Linked DNA regions of Mus musculus: region 1 is linked to region 2. The links are chromatin contacts, called in public Hi-C maps. All regions are on one chromosome and are shown on one strand. Each heading gives the region's core, a stretch centred on a gene start, on an enhancer-like site or on the middle of the called end of the contact. The rest is flanking DNA. Distances are from core to core; before and after follow the strand shown.

What was found. Hi-C and Micro-C count contacts between places; a contact is called where the count stands out from the background.
Region 1: a Hi-C map of uterus shows a contact between it and region 2, with 2.6 times the contacts expected there. The contact joins the enhancer-like site here to the promoter of Cgnl1 in region 2. A contact is called at or near these places in 5 of 39 promoter capture datasets (cranial neural crest, embryonic stem cells, liver and 2 more), 1 of 15 datasets of contacts at CTCF or cohesin (CD8 T cells), 42 of 484 Hi-C or Micro-C datasets (the AML12 cell line, the BV-2 cell line, the C2C12 cell line and 21 more), 7 of 115 datasets of contacts at active chromatin or transcription factors (acute myeloid leukemia, bone marrow-derived dendritic cells, embryonic stem cells and 1 more) and 2 of 9 other capture datasets (adipose tissue and pancreatic islet).

The regions. Positions count from the first base shown.
Region 1 is chr9:71,803,906-71,809,998 of GRCm38.p6, forward strand. It overlaps a transcript of Cgnl1 not described here. Among named protein-coding and RNA genes, the nearest start is that of Cgnl1, 35 kb to the left of the region's middle. Within about 2 kb of position 1,941, at least 55 of the 459 cell types and tissues checked have an H3K27ac peak or open chromatin away from gene starts, as enhancers often do. A contact at or near this core is called in the AML12 cell line, the C2C12 cell line, the HL-1 cell line and 9 more, where this site is marked.
Region 2 is chr9:71,769,390-71,775,112 of GRCm38.p6, forward strand. It overlaps Cgnl1 (cingulin-like 1), which reads right to left and starts at 2,213. Exons shown (of 19, transcript NM_026599.5): 1 at 2,120-2,213.

The DNA.
Region 1 (6,093 bases), core at 691-3,190, 34 kb after region 2:
AAAGGACCTGGGTTGGGAGATAGCTGGTAAACATCACTGGAGGCCACAAATCCGAGACTCAGAATCAGCAAGGGTAGCTTGTTCTAAGGCCTCTTGCTGTGGCTTAAAGTTGGCTTATTTTCCCTGTTTCTTTCCATAGAGTCTCTCTTTCTTTTTCTCTTTCTCTCTCCCTCTCTATCTCTCTATCCCTGTGTGTGTGCTTGTGTGTGCCTTTAGACAAAAGTCTCTCTCTCTCTCTCTCTCTCTCTCTCTCTCTCTCTCTGTGTGTGTGTGGGGGGGGGGGCTCACACGAGAGTTGTCCCCTAATCTCTTTTTAAAAGGTCATCAGGCTTGTTGAATTAGAGCCCACGCATATGACTTCATTTCGTCAGTAATGACCTCTTTAAAGGACTATGTGCAGTCGCATTCCAAGACACCAGGGTCAGGACTTGGTCGGTAAAAGGTGGAAGGGCACATACCATAATACCTGAGGACTGACATCATTTCTACAGACTGGAATTTAGAAATGAAATATGAAGGGGCTTCGGGTTGTTACCACTGTACCAAAGAGTTACAAACACTCAAATCCCTTTAAATCCCAGCTAAGTTTTAACAGCAGCAGCAGCAGCAACAATAACAACAACAACAACAACAGCATTTCTGTATGCACAGAGGTCTGCCTGTGGGGTTTACTGTAATATCTGTGTCCATGATGCTCTAGGCATCTGCATAAGGTGTTGCATAGAAGGGGATTTTTTTTCCTGAACACAGCAATAGTTCTTTAATGCAATTCTGTTTTGCTCTGCATCGATGTTTTGCCTGCACATATGTCTGTGTGAGAACATCAGATTCCACCTAGAACTAGAGTTTTAGACAGCTGAGAGCTGCCATGTGGGTGCTAGGAATTAAACTTCGGTCCGCTGGAAGAGCAGCCAGTGCTCTCTGAGCCATCTCTCCAGCCCCATGGCATTTTTAAAAAAAGCAGCATTTTATTAAGTTCTTGGATTATAGAGATGGTTCAGCTGTTAGGAGAACATACTGCTCTTGCAGAGGACTTGAGTTTGGTCGTTCAGAACCCATACCGAGTGTAACTTCAGCTCCTCCAGGCCAGACCTCCCCCCTACACACACACTCTCACACACATACACAGAGAAACACTCACACACACACACATACACAGAGAGAGAGAGACTCACACACACACACACACACACACACACATACAGAAAGAGAGAGACTCACACACACTCACACACACACACACACAGAGAGAGAGAGACTCACACACACAATACACTGATTTTAAGAAATGAAATGGTACTTCACAGATGGCTACTTACTATCATAAGATAGTTCTTTTTTAAAGGTATCTCTTTGGTTCTGTGGCTGCTTGTTTTGAGACAGCTTTGCTCTCCAGTCCACTATGGGTCCTCCTGACTCTGCCTCCCAGACACTGGGATGACAGGTGTATGCTCTTGGAAGCATCTCTTAAACTATAATCCACAAAGCTCAGGGTGGCACTTTGTATTGTTTTCACACAGCCCAGAGCCTTTCCAAGCGTCTCATTTTCCCTGCTATTAACAGCTTCTGTTATGCTAAGGCTGGTTGAAACTTTGGAGCAAAGGAAAGCGACCAAGTGCTGGTGGAGAGCTGGGTCCTCCCTCACAGAGCTGAAAGCAGGGATGGAGAGAGCAGAGTGAGGAGGGGGGACTGGACAAGGGGAAAGAGGACAGACTGCTTCTCTCACTGTGTGCCCTCTCCACCCTCAGTCATGCCAGGGTGCGGCTGCCTGGCCTGGGTAGGAAGCCATGCCCCTTGGTGTCCCTGGAAGTCCCCCCTCAGGGTGAACTGCCTGCAACACTACACTGCTTCGTCACCTGGACCCTGAGAGTCCCTGACCCCTCTCCTGACCCTTTGACATCAGTCAGACTTCCTCCTCATGTAACAGGAACCAGGAGTCTGAGACCAGTGACGCCTCAGTGACTCATGGCCTGCTCCCTAAAGAAGTTCCGGGCAGCTCACACTAGAGGTAGATAGTCCCACGGTGCTGGGACAAGCAGGACAGCTACTCCTTGCTGTTTTGACTTCCTGCTTCTTTTCCATAGCAGGCCTCCTGAATAATGGGCACATCTAAGGCTAGGCCAGAGCCAGCCTGGTGACTTGCCTGGGTCTCAGGCTCCTGTCCTTGCATGTCACCCTAGGAGCTTCCAGAATCCTAGAACCATGTGGCCAGTGAAGAAGGCTTCCTGTCCCACCTGTGTGAGACAGCCAGCCAGTCTCTTTTCCCTTCCAGTTCTCCAACTCCACAGCTCTCCAAGCCCTTGACACAGATGACATAAATACAGGCAAAGGGTGCTGCACTGTTTAAAGCTGCCTGGCTGGCCTAGATATGACCTCTGATCTTCCATCTCCAGCCCTGATTGACAGCCATCTCAGGATATGATGGGGAGTGGAGGTGGGCTTTGTGAAAGACCCCTGTTCTGTACCTGTGCCTCCGGACAAAGATAATACATTCAGAGACAGATTCAGGTCTCTAACAAGGAAAATAGTTACTAGACATAAAGAAATCTTTGTCAACTAGATGGGTTAGTAAGTGGACTGGCTCTTGTCCCTTATTATCAAATCGGGTCAGCACTTCATGGTCAAGCCAGTGTGGATCCAGGCAGGCTCAGTTAACTCTTCTGACCATTCTATACAGCCTTGACCCCTTGGGAGAGTCAGCCGTTGTGTGGTGGCACCACCTGGTGGTAATGTATGGAGTAACTCCTCCAGGGACTTGAGTTTCTGAAGACACTGTTAAACTGCTTTAAACCTGTGCAGGCCCTGTATGTACTGCCATAGTTTCTGTGAGTTCATATGTGTTTCAGCAGACAGGTTCATAGCACTGAAATGGGGAAGTGGACATGAGCTTCCCTTCCTAACAAAGAGGTTATTTCCAATGAACAACAGGAAAAAATGAATTTCTCCAATTTAGTCTCACTGAGTATATTAACTACAGCTAATAACAGACTCTGTTAGTGTCCAGCAGTGATGACCAACAGGAAATGAACTCAACAGCATTATTATAGGCTTTTTTGGTTCATATTTCTTAATTTGGGCCTGTTTGTGTGTGCACACGTGTGTGCACATGTTTATGTGTACGTGTTACTGCTTGCATACTACATTTTTTTCAGTTTTGTCTTTTTATTGTGTATGATTCTGTTTCTGTGCATATATATATGCATACATATGTGTATATATATATATATATATATATATATATATATTTGTGTGTGTGTGTGTGTGTGTGTGTGTGTGTATTTTAGTTTTTTCAAGACAGGGTTTCTCTGTATAGCCCTGGCTGTCCTGGAACTCACTCTGTAGACCAGGCTGACCTCTAACTCAGAAATCCGCCTACCTCTGCCTCCCAAGTGCTGGGATTAAAGGCATGTGCCACCACTGCTCAGCTTATTTGTTCTTTTTTCTTTTTATGTGTATTTGTTTTATAAAAACAAAGATAATGAAGGCTCGGAGATGGAGGAGTGGGGAGTGAAGGAGGATGCGGGGGGGGGGGGAGGTGCTGGGGGAGGGGGAGATGCTGGGGGAGGGGGAGATGCTGGAGGGGAAACCATGAGCAGAACAAATTGTGAGTTTTCAATGAACAAATACAACTTTAAAAGAAAAGAAATTTCAAATGAAAGGCTTTCATCTCCGTAAACACTGAAGCGCCTTGGTACCTTCCACAAATGTGTTATGGAGTGAACACTAGACTTAAGACGAAAAGATTTGGGCTCAAATCCCATTTTGATGGCCTGTTGTTATTTACAGGACTTAGGAAAGGTATCTTAGCCCAGCATCTCAGCCCCCGGTCGGCTTGTGTGCAGTAAAAATAACCACAGCTCTCTTGTGGGACTCTTGCCGTCTCACACACACTGACAAGCACAATACCTGATCTCTGACACAAGCTTGGCTGTCCTAGATCCCCACACCTTGGTGACTAGCCCCTGCAGCAGGCTCAGTGGTCCCCTCTTCCCTAAGTGGGATGTGTGAGTTTTGGTCCCTCCCGGGCAGGGGTGAGGTCAAGATGGAGAGTGGGTCTTCAGAGCTTGGAGCCTTCTGACCTCAGCCGTCGTGGTGCTCCACCTCCTCCAGCATGGGTTACAATGAGCAGTCAGCCTAGGGTCTGTTTATCTCTGCTAACCTCATCCCAGGGATCCTGGCCACAACGTGACCCCTGAGCCTCATGTTCCTCTCTGCAGAGCAGCCTGGTACTACCTGGTAAAACTCCAAGCTGGGTATGGAATGGAGCAATGGCTTAGTAATTAAGAACACTTGTTGCTCGTCTAGAGGGCCTGGGTATAATTCTCAGGACTGAAATGGTGGCTCACAAGCCTCGATGACTCCAACTCCCCCAGTGTCTGACATCCTTTTTTGGCACCTATTGGCAACCTCAAACTTTATGTGTCCAGTAAATATAAATTTAAAATTTTTAATTTAATTTAATTTTATCTTATTATTTTGAGATATGGTCTCACATATGCCCATGCTGACCTTAAATTTACTGTGTTCCGCTTAGGCTAACCTTGACCTTCTGATCCTCCTGATTCTACCTCTAGAATGCCTGTATTGCAAGTATGAACCATTATGCTGGGCTTATTCAAGAGTGGGGATTGGTCCTGGGCAAGGTGGCACACACCTTTAATCCCAGCACTAGAGGGGACTAGGCAGACAGATCTCTGAGTTTGAGGCTAACCTGGACTACAGAGTAAGTTCCAGGAGACCCAGGGTTACACAGAGAAACCCTGTCTCGAAAAACTAAAACAAAACAACAGCAAAAAGCCTGATGGATGTACCCAGGGTTTAACAAGCTGGACAAGCACTCTACCATCTGAGCTATAAACCTTGAGTTTTGCTCTATAGTCCCAAAAACAAAGAACCTTCCCTCTCCCAACTTTGTCTCTAGAGGGAGCTCTTCACCCCAACTCCCCAATACTCACTCAGGAAGCTGGGAAGAGAAGGTTGGAGAAGAGGGACAGGTGTCTTTAGTTGAAGCGGGGCAACAGCACTAGGACAATAGAGCACGGGGTAGTGGTCTCAGCAAATAACTACAAGCTGGGGTTTGCTTACCCAGTGGGACAGGAGTATCCAAGCATCTGGACACGATCCAGGAGTCAGAGCGAAGGCAGATCTCCAGGCAGTGCTCCGCTGTCCGAAGCCCACAGTACCTTTGCTCAGGGCACCCGAGAGCCTCTCGGCTCCACAGGAGGATGACTTAGCAAAGTGCCCCAAACACTGCTAGATTTGGGTTCCCACTGAGGCCCAGATGGGGTTGGAAACTGTTCGGGAGCTGATGCCTTCTGCGCTTGAGTGTGAGAGTGAGCTCCACCCCAGCATCCCACGCATTGCTTCAGTCAGGTCGAGAGGAGTCAGGGACCTACAGCTGTGCGCAGTGTGGCTGCTCTCCTCTTTCTAGCCATCCGTTAATTTTTACAGACCCTAAGTAAAACTCCTACCCCAAAGAGGGAAAGACATAGATCAGAATAGTCAAGATTTTCTTCCCAGGGTCCCCTAGTCTACAGCAAGTGCTCATCAGCATACCCAGAAGTTCTGACTCCATGGAAACGTCTACACACTGCGGGTGGGGGTGGGGGTGGGGCGCAGGGGGAGGGCTGGACCAGATACAGTGGTCGGATTGTAACAAAAGCTGCTCTCAGGGAAGGTCAGAGATCCCACCTGCTCACTCCATTTTGTTGGGGACTGTAGCTATCTCTTGGCAGTTCTGACTCCTGCTTGGAAGGATCCTGGTACAGAGGGGACTCTCACTCATCGTTCTGCTCAGCGGCCACCCTCCCTAGCCTTGGCCTATGGTGGCCTCCTCCCTCTCTTCTCCTGAGATGTACCATAGTAATTCCTCTCTGGCCTTGAACACTCACAGTTTAGATCGCTCAGCGCTGTGCTGGCTAGTTTTATGTCAACTTCTCACAAACTAAAATCATCAGCGCGGAGGGGACTGCTAGGCAAGCCCGTGGGGCATTCTCTTAATTAGTGATTGATGGGGGAGCTTGAGTTCTCTAAGAAAGCAGGCTGAGCAAAGCTATGGGGAGCAAGCCAGTAAGCAACATCCCTCCCTGGCCT
Region 2 (5,723 bases), core at 963-3,462:
AGAACATCACAAGTGCTCTCCCAGGGTGGGAAGTATTGTAATAAATCTGCGCTCTGTGTGGGACAGGGCCAGACCACTCTCCCATCTCTCAGGCATCTGACACTTTCAAGGTGGGCCCTGTTCCCCAGGTGAGAAGGAGGTTCACAAGTGTACACCAGTCATGTTGATGGTCTGGCATGCACGTATGCATTTGCACACACATATATACATATACATACACACTCTGCGGAAGTTGGAGGTTCTGGGTTCAGGGGCCACCCTGTGACACCACACTCTCCACAGGCAGGCCATTGCTATGTTGGTGACTCCTCAGTGGTCACATTCTAGCAGCTGACCAGTGACAGGAGAGGGCACCGTAGTAGGAGGAGAGGAAACAGGACAGGCCAACGGGACAACACTTTATCATTTTTCATTTTCAAAAATCAACGTCAGTCTAGCTCATGTCAGAGATCAGAGACAAACACCCTCCCCAGGGCACCCATAAAGGGACATCATCCTGATACTACAAAAAGACAATATACAGGACCATCGCCTAAGGAAAAGGGAAGTCTGATTAGTGGCCACGTTGCAGCAACCACCAGGAGACTTGTGAGAGCATACTTGGAATACCAGAGAGCGTTAACTTAGAGATGACTGTTAACCCAGGGACAACCGTCTTGTCCTAAAACACGTGTGACAAAACGTCCCATAAAACATATGTGACAGAAAACCACCGGATTCAAACAGATGTTCAGCCTTCCCATTGTCCTATCAATCTTAGGTCACCTGACAGGCGATTGAGCTGAGCTCTGCCTTGGTACTGGAAACGCTAACCCCCTAACTCAGGTGTTATTTATTCTATCAAGGAACATACACATGGCTGCTCCTGAGGACGCGAGCACACATCAAAAATAACTAACTCACAAATGAAACCCTTCAGGGTCTCTCCACTCCCAGGAAAATCCCCACGTTTATGTAACACAAGTGCTTTTGTGTCTGTACACACGTGCCTGTGTAAGGAGGAGGTCTACAAAAGCTCACCAAATCCTAAGTGTTCTCTTCATCTGAGACACTTTTCCGAATCACTTGGTTTTCCCTGACAGGACTATATAACCTTGACTCTGGCAATGACTTCAGAATTTAATGCCCACACTCCAACCTCCTAAATAGAAAGTGCCCCCGGAAATATTTACTGTAAATAGAATTAGGAACAAAGAGAACTTTTATTTTTTAAATGGCACCACCTGCGGTCTAAGGTTAGCAGGCTGCGTCCACAGGCTCCCCTGGTGGAGAGGTGGGTCAGGAGCCTGAGCGCTCTGCTCTTCCAAACTTGGCTGCACCCAGAACCACCCGGGGTCGCTTTTTAAAAGTTCCCACCGCCGACTACCCCCAGACCCCTGGAGTAGAGATGTACCCAGGGTGGGGGTGGGGGGCGCGAGGAAGGTGAGAATCTTTTCATTGGTTTTGATTTAAATCTCACCAGGTGTGTAGCCCACTCTGCAAGCCAAGTCCTCTTTAAAAGAACTCCTACAGTATTTTGAGCAGGGTACTCGGCGTTGGAAGGGTTCTTGGGGTAAAAGGGCACGCACACAGTAAATATACAAAGTTCTTAAAAAAAAAAAAAAAAGTCTCTGTAAGTCCAACACCACAGCCAGGCACCTACCTTGAAGCCAAACGGTGATGCAACTTGGAAAAGTCCCTCAGAAAGCGAAAAAAGTGCTCTCGTGGTTTAAGGGCTTTCGGGGTGACCTGCCTGGACAGTGCAGTGGCACGCGGGGCCAGGACAGCGGAGCGGCCACCAGCCTGTTCTAAGGAATGGCTTAAAGAGCACTGAGATCAAACACTGCAGGGAAGGGTTGGGAGTGCGGTGCTCCGTGGGGCTCGCCCGCAGCTGTCACTAGAGCCCTGTACAGGCTCGCCACCAACTGTCCGACTCGTCTGCAGTACTGGGCTCAGCGTAGGAGGCAGGAGCGCACCTCCAGCCCCGGGACTGCAGCCGCGGCGCCCGGATCCCACGACCGACGCTGAGGCTGAGCACTGCGCAAAGCTGCAGGAGCTCGAGCCTGTCGAGTTCCCGGGCACCGTCTGGGCTCCGGGGTCCCGCGCACACCCTCCGGGCTCCCGCTCGGAGCTCACTTACCGCCTCTGCCTCCAGGGTCCCGCTCCGGCAGCTGCCCGCAGAGCCGGGCCGGAGAGCAGCGGCCGCCGCGTCGCCAGGAGGCCGCGCCAGCCCCGCCCCGCCCTGCAGTCGCCCGCCCTCCCGGGAGGAGGAGCAGGCGGGTCTGCGTCCGGACCCTCCCAGCGACCCAGGACCCGGCGGACCGAGGACTGCGGCCCCTCGCGGACAGTCCCGGGCGATCCCTGAAACCCTGCCCCATCTGCGCCCTGAGACCTCCCTGCGCCCATACCAGCACCCCGTTCCCACCCGCAGCCACTCTCTTCTCTCTCTCAGCACCCCCTTACAACCCCTCCTCCAGGAAACTTTCCCTATTCCGCAATCCCACCCCAGATCTCAGTTTCCCCCCATTCTTCCACTCAGCCTTGTTCTGTCACCTAGAAGCAAATCACAAAAGGCACGAAGTGACAAAGTGACGTCTATAAGCTAAAGCTGGGCCTAGCTCTGAGGTCACCTGGCTCCTGGTAGCAGCACAGACATTAGAGACAAACTCTCAGGCCCTAGTTTAGTTAGTTTTCCAGGGAAGGTGGCATTACATTGCCAACTGGGAAGGCCAGGGTGTCATTTCCAAGTTCAGTTTCCTCCATTGTAAAGTGAGCGAGGCACTCACTCAACGGCTTGTTATTCCTGAAGAAAGGACTGCAGAAATGGCATGTGTCTTACAGTATTTTAATAAGTAAATGTTTACTGACAAACATGTTGAATAAAATCAACACTCAAAAATTCAGTCACTCAAAACAGTAACGTGAAAAGATTTCAAAAAGTAATAGTGATTATTTTGTAGGAAAACTGCAACAGCAATAGAAGAAAAGTTGCACAGTGATGAAACGTGCTTGTATTTATTTACAGAGCTGGAGAAATGGCTCAGAAGTTAAGATCTGTTTCTGTTCTATAAGATCTGGTTCAATTCCCAGCACCATCAAGACAGCTCCCAAAACCTTTGTTAACTTCAGTGCCAGGAGGATCTAGTGCCATCTTCTGGCCTCCTCGGGTACTGCATATATGTGGCGCACAGGTATACATGCAGGCAAAACTTGAAAAAAAAATATTTTCAAGTGATCTTTAAAAAGAAGACAAAGGAGGAAGCTATTCTCCCTGGACCCCTTTGGAAACAGTGGGTCTACCAGGCATGCTCCACGCCTAGTCAGCCGAGTATAGTTATGAATGCAACCTTTGTCCCTCCTCCCAACAAAAAGAAAGTAGTAAGCCTACTTAAAACATTGCACGTTTTTGTGAAACTTGATTGCTTAGTTCTCAAGTCTGGGCTTTGTAGATGATAAAACTGCATGAACAGTGTTCTCAACGGGACTGCTTGCCAGTGCAAAGACATCTGGGTTTTGGGTATATCTGGAATTAGGCAAACTGTAAGGGAGGCTGTGCTGGACGATAGAAAGGGTGTCATATAACACAGGCGCAGACACATGTTAACCATGCCTTAGACACCTCAAAATGCCTGCAGTGGAACCTGCACCTAAATGGCTCTGAACACCGGGATTGGCAGAACCGTACAAACCAGGAGGAGGCTTACAAGAGGAATCCGTGTGGGGAGGGACGGTCCCAGAGAGCGTCTAAAACTGGTAACCAGATGTGTTTCCAGAAACAGAAATAGGACCACAGGGAAAGAGGTATGTTTTTTAAAGATGTATTTATTTCATGTCTACATGTGTGCCTGGGTGTATATGTGTGCACCATGCATGTGCAGTGTTCACAGAGACCAGAGAAGATGTGGGACCTGCTGGAGCTACAGGAGGTTGAGCATCTGATGTGGGAGCTTGGGATCTGAACCTCTATTCATCAAGTGATATACTTATTTGTTTGTTTGTTTACTTATTTATTTACTTAACTATTTGGGGTTTTTATTTGGTTTTTCAAGACAGGGTTTCTCTGTGTCCTGTGTCTCTGTGCCCTGGCTGTCAAGAATTCTCTCTGTAGACCAGGCTGGCCTTGAACTCAGAGTGATCTTCCTGCCTCTGCCTCCCAAGTGCTGGGATTAAAGGCATGTGCCACCACTGCCCGGCTGCCACTGAGGTTTTATAGAACTGTGGGATAACTGTGAACAGCGGGCTGGTAGCTGGGCTGGTGGTAGAGAAACAACGTATGAGCAAAACCAGGTACTGGGAAATGAGTGTGTCGAGCCCTCACTCAGGGGCAGGAAATAGACAGCTCACCCGAGGGAGAAGTGGAAGGGTGTGGGGGCGGTGTCTGTGGCGGGGAGGGTAGGGACTCCTCCCTCGAGGAGGAAACTGAACCACCTGCCACCCGTCTATTCCCACTCAGACCCTTGAGAGCGTTTGCAGAAAGTACATGCTCAGCAAACATTTGCTGACCATAGAAACACCATTTACCCAGCATGCCTGACCCCTTCTTTCCCAACAGGTAGTCTAATGATTAAAATATATAAAAATATGGGGAGTAGATGGGGAAGCGAGGCGAGGAGCAGAATCTGCCTGGGCTAGGCCGCTGTCCCTGTCTCTGCTGTCACTACAGATATTCAAGCCCCACCAGCCTGAAGGGAGAGCAAGCCTGTGCTGTCAAAGCCTCTGAGATTCTGAGCCGCGCCTTTCCGGTATCTTTTCCTCGGTGGGAGACTCACAGGCTTGACCCTGAGATAGAATCTGAGAGGATTTTTTTTTTTTCTGGTAGAGGATAAGGGGGTTGTTTTGTCAGTGACAGCAATTTGCCTAAAGAAAAAAAAAAAAAATCAGGAAGAAAGGTAGGAAAAAAAATCATCTCTTTCCTCCTCCAAATTTTGTGAATTGTGTAGTGCCAAAATGTTCAGGCAACACGGGAGGCAGGAGCAATGTTGCCCAGTGGAAGGGGCAGAGAAAGGAGACTGCAGGGTGATGCTCATCCGGGGCCTTCACTTGGGAGACTTAGTGAATGAGGCTAGCAGAGAGCATTGTGGGAAGTGCTTTATCCCACTGAAGTGCTGAAGGAGCACTAGGGAGATAGAAGGGTCTCTCAAGAGCGCCCCAGAGCAGAAGTCTGTATCTGGAGCCTTGAGCAAGAGGCTGCCTTTATCTGAGTTGCCCTGGAAATGGAACTTTGAGATAGGACTTGGAAAGTCCTGGTATACTTAGTAAGTAACACCAGGAAAAGTGCGGTAGGGAAGAAGGAAAAGCCAGCTTTAAGGTATGCTCAAGAGTTTGAGGCTCTATATAGTGGAGACCTGCCTCTGTGTCCCATTGGATGTTCAGAGAAACATGCTAGGGGAACCCCTAGAATTTGCTGCCAGATTTTTTTTTTTTTTTTTTTTTTTTTGTGGGAAGCCACATGTGCCATTGCAGGGTGGCGCTGGCTACCGCTGGCCACCACGCATAAGTTTGGGCAAACAACCAATGTGTACATATGCAGTAAAGTTTTTGCCAAGACACTGCCTGGCCCGGGCATGATAATGAGGTTCTGAGAGTATAACCAATCAGATGTGAGACATGCAAATGAGGTATGATAATGAGGTTCTGAGAGTATAACCAATCAGATGTGAGAAATGCAAATGAGGTATGATAATGAGGTTCTGAGAGTATAACCAATCAGATGTGAGACATGCAAATGAGGTATGTTAATGAGG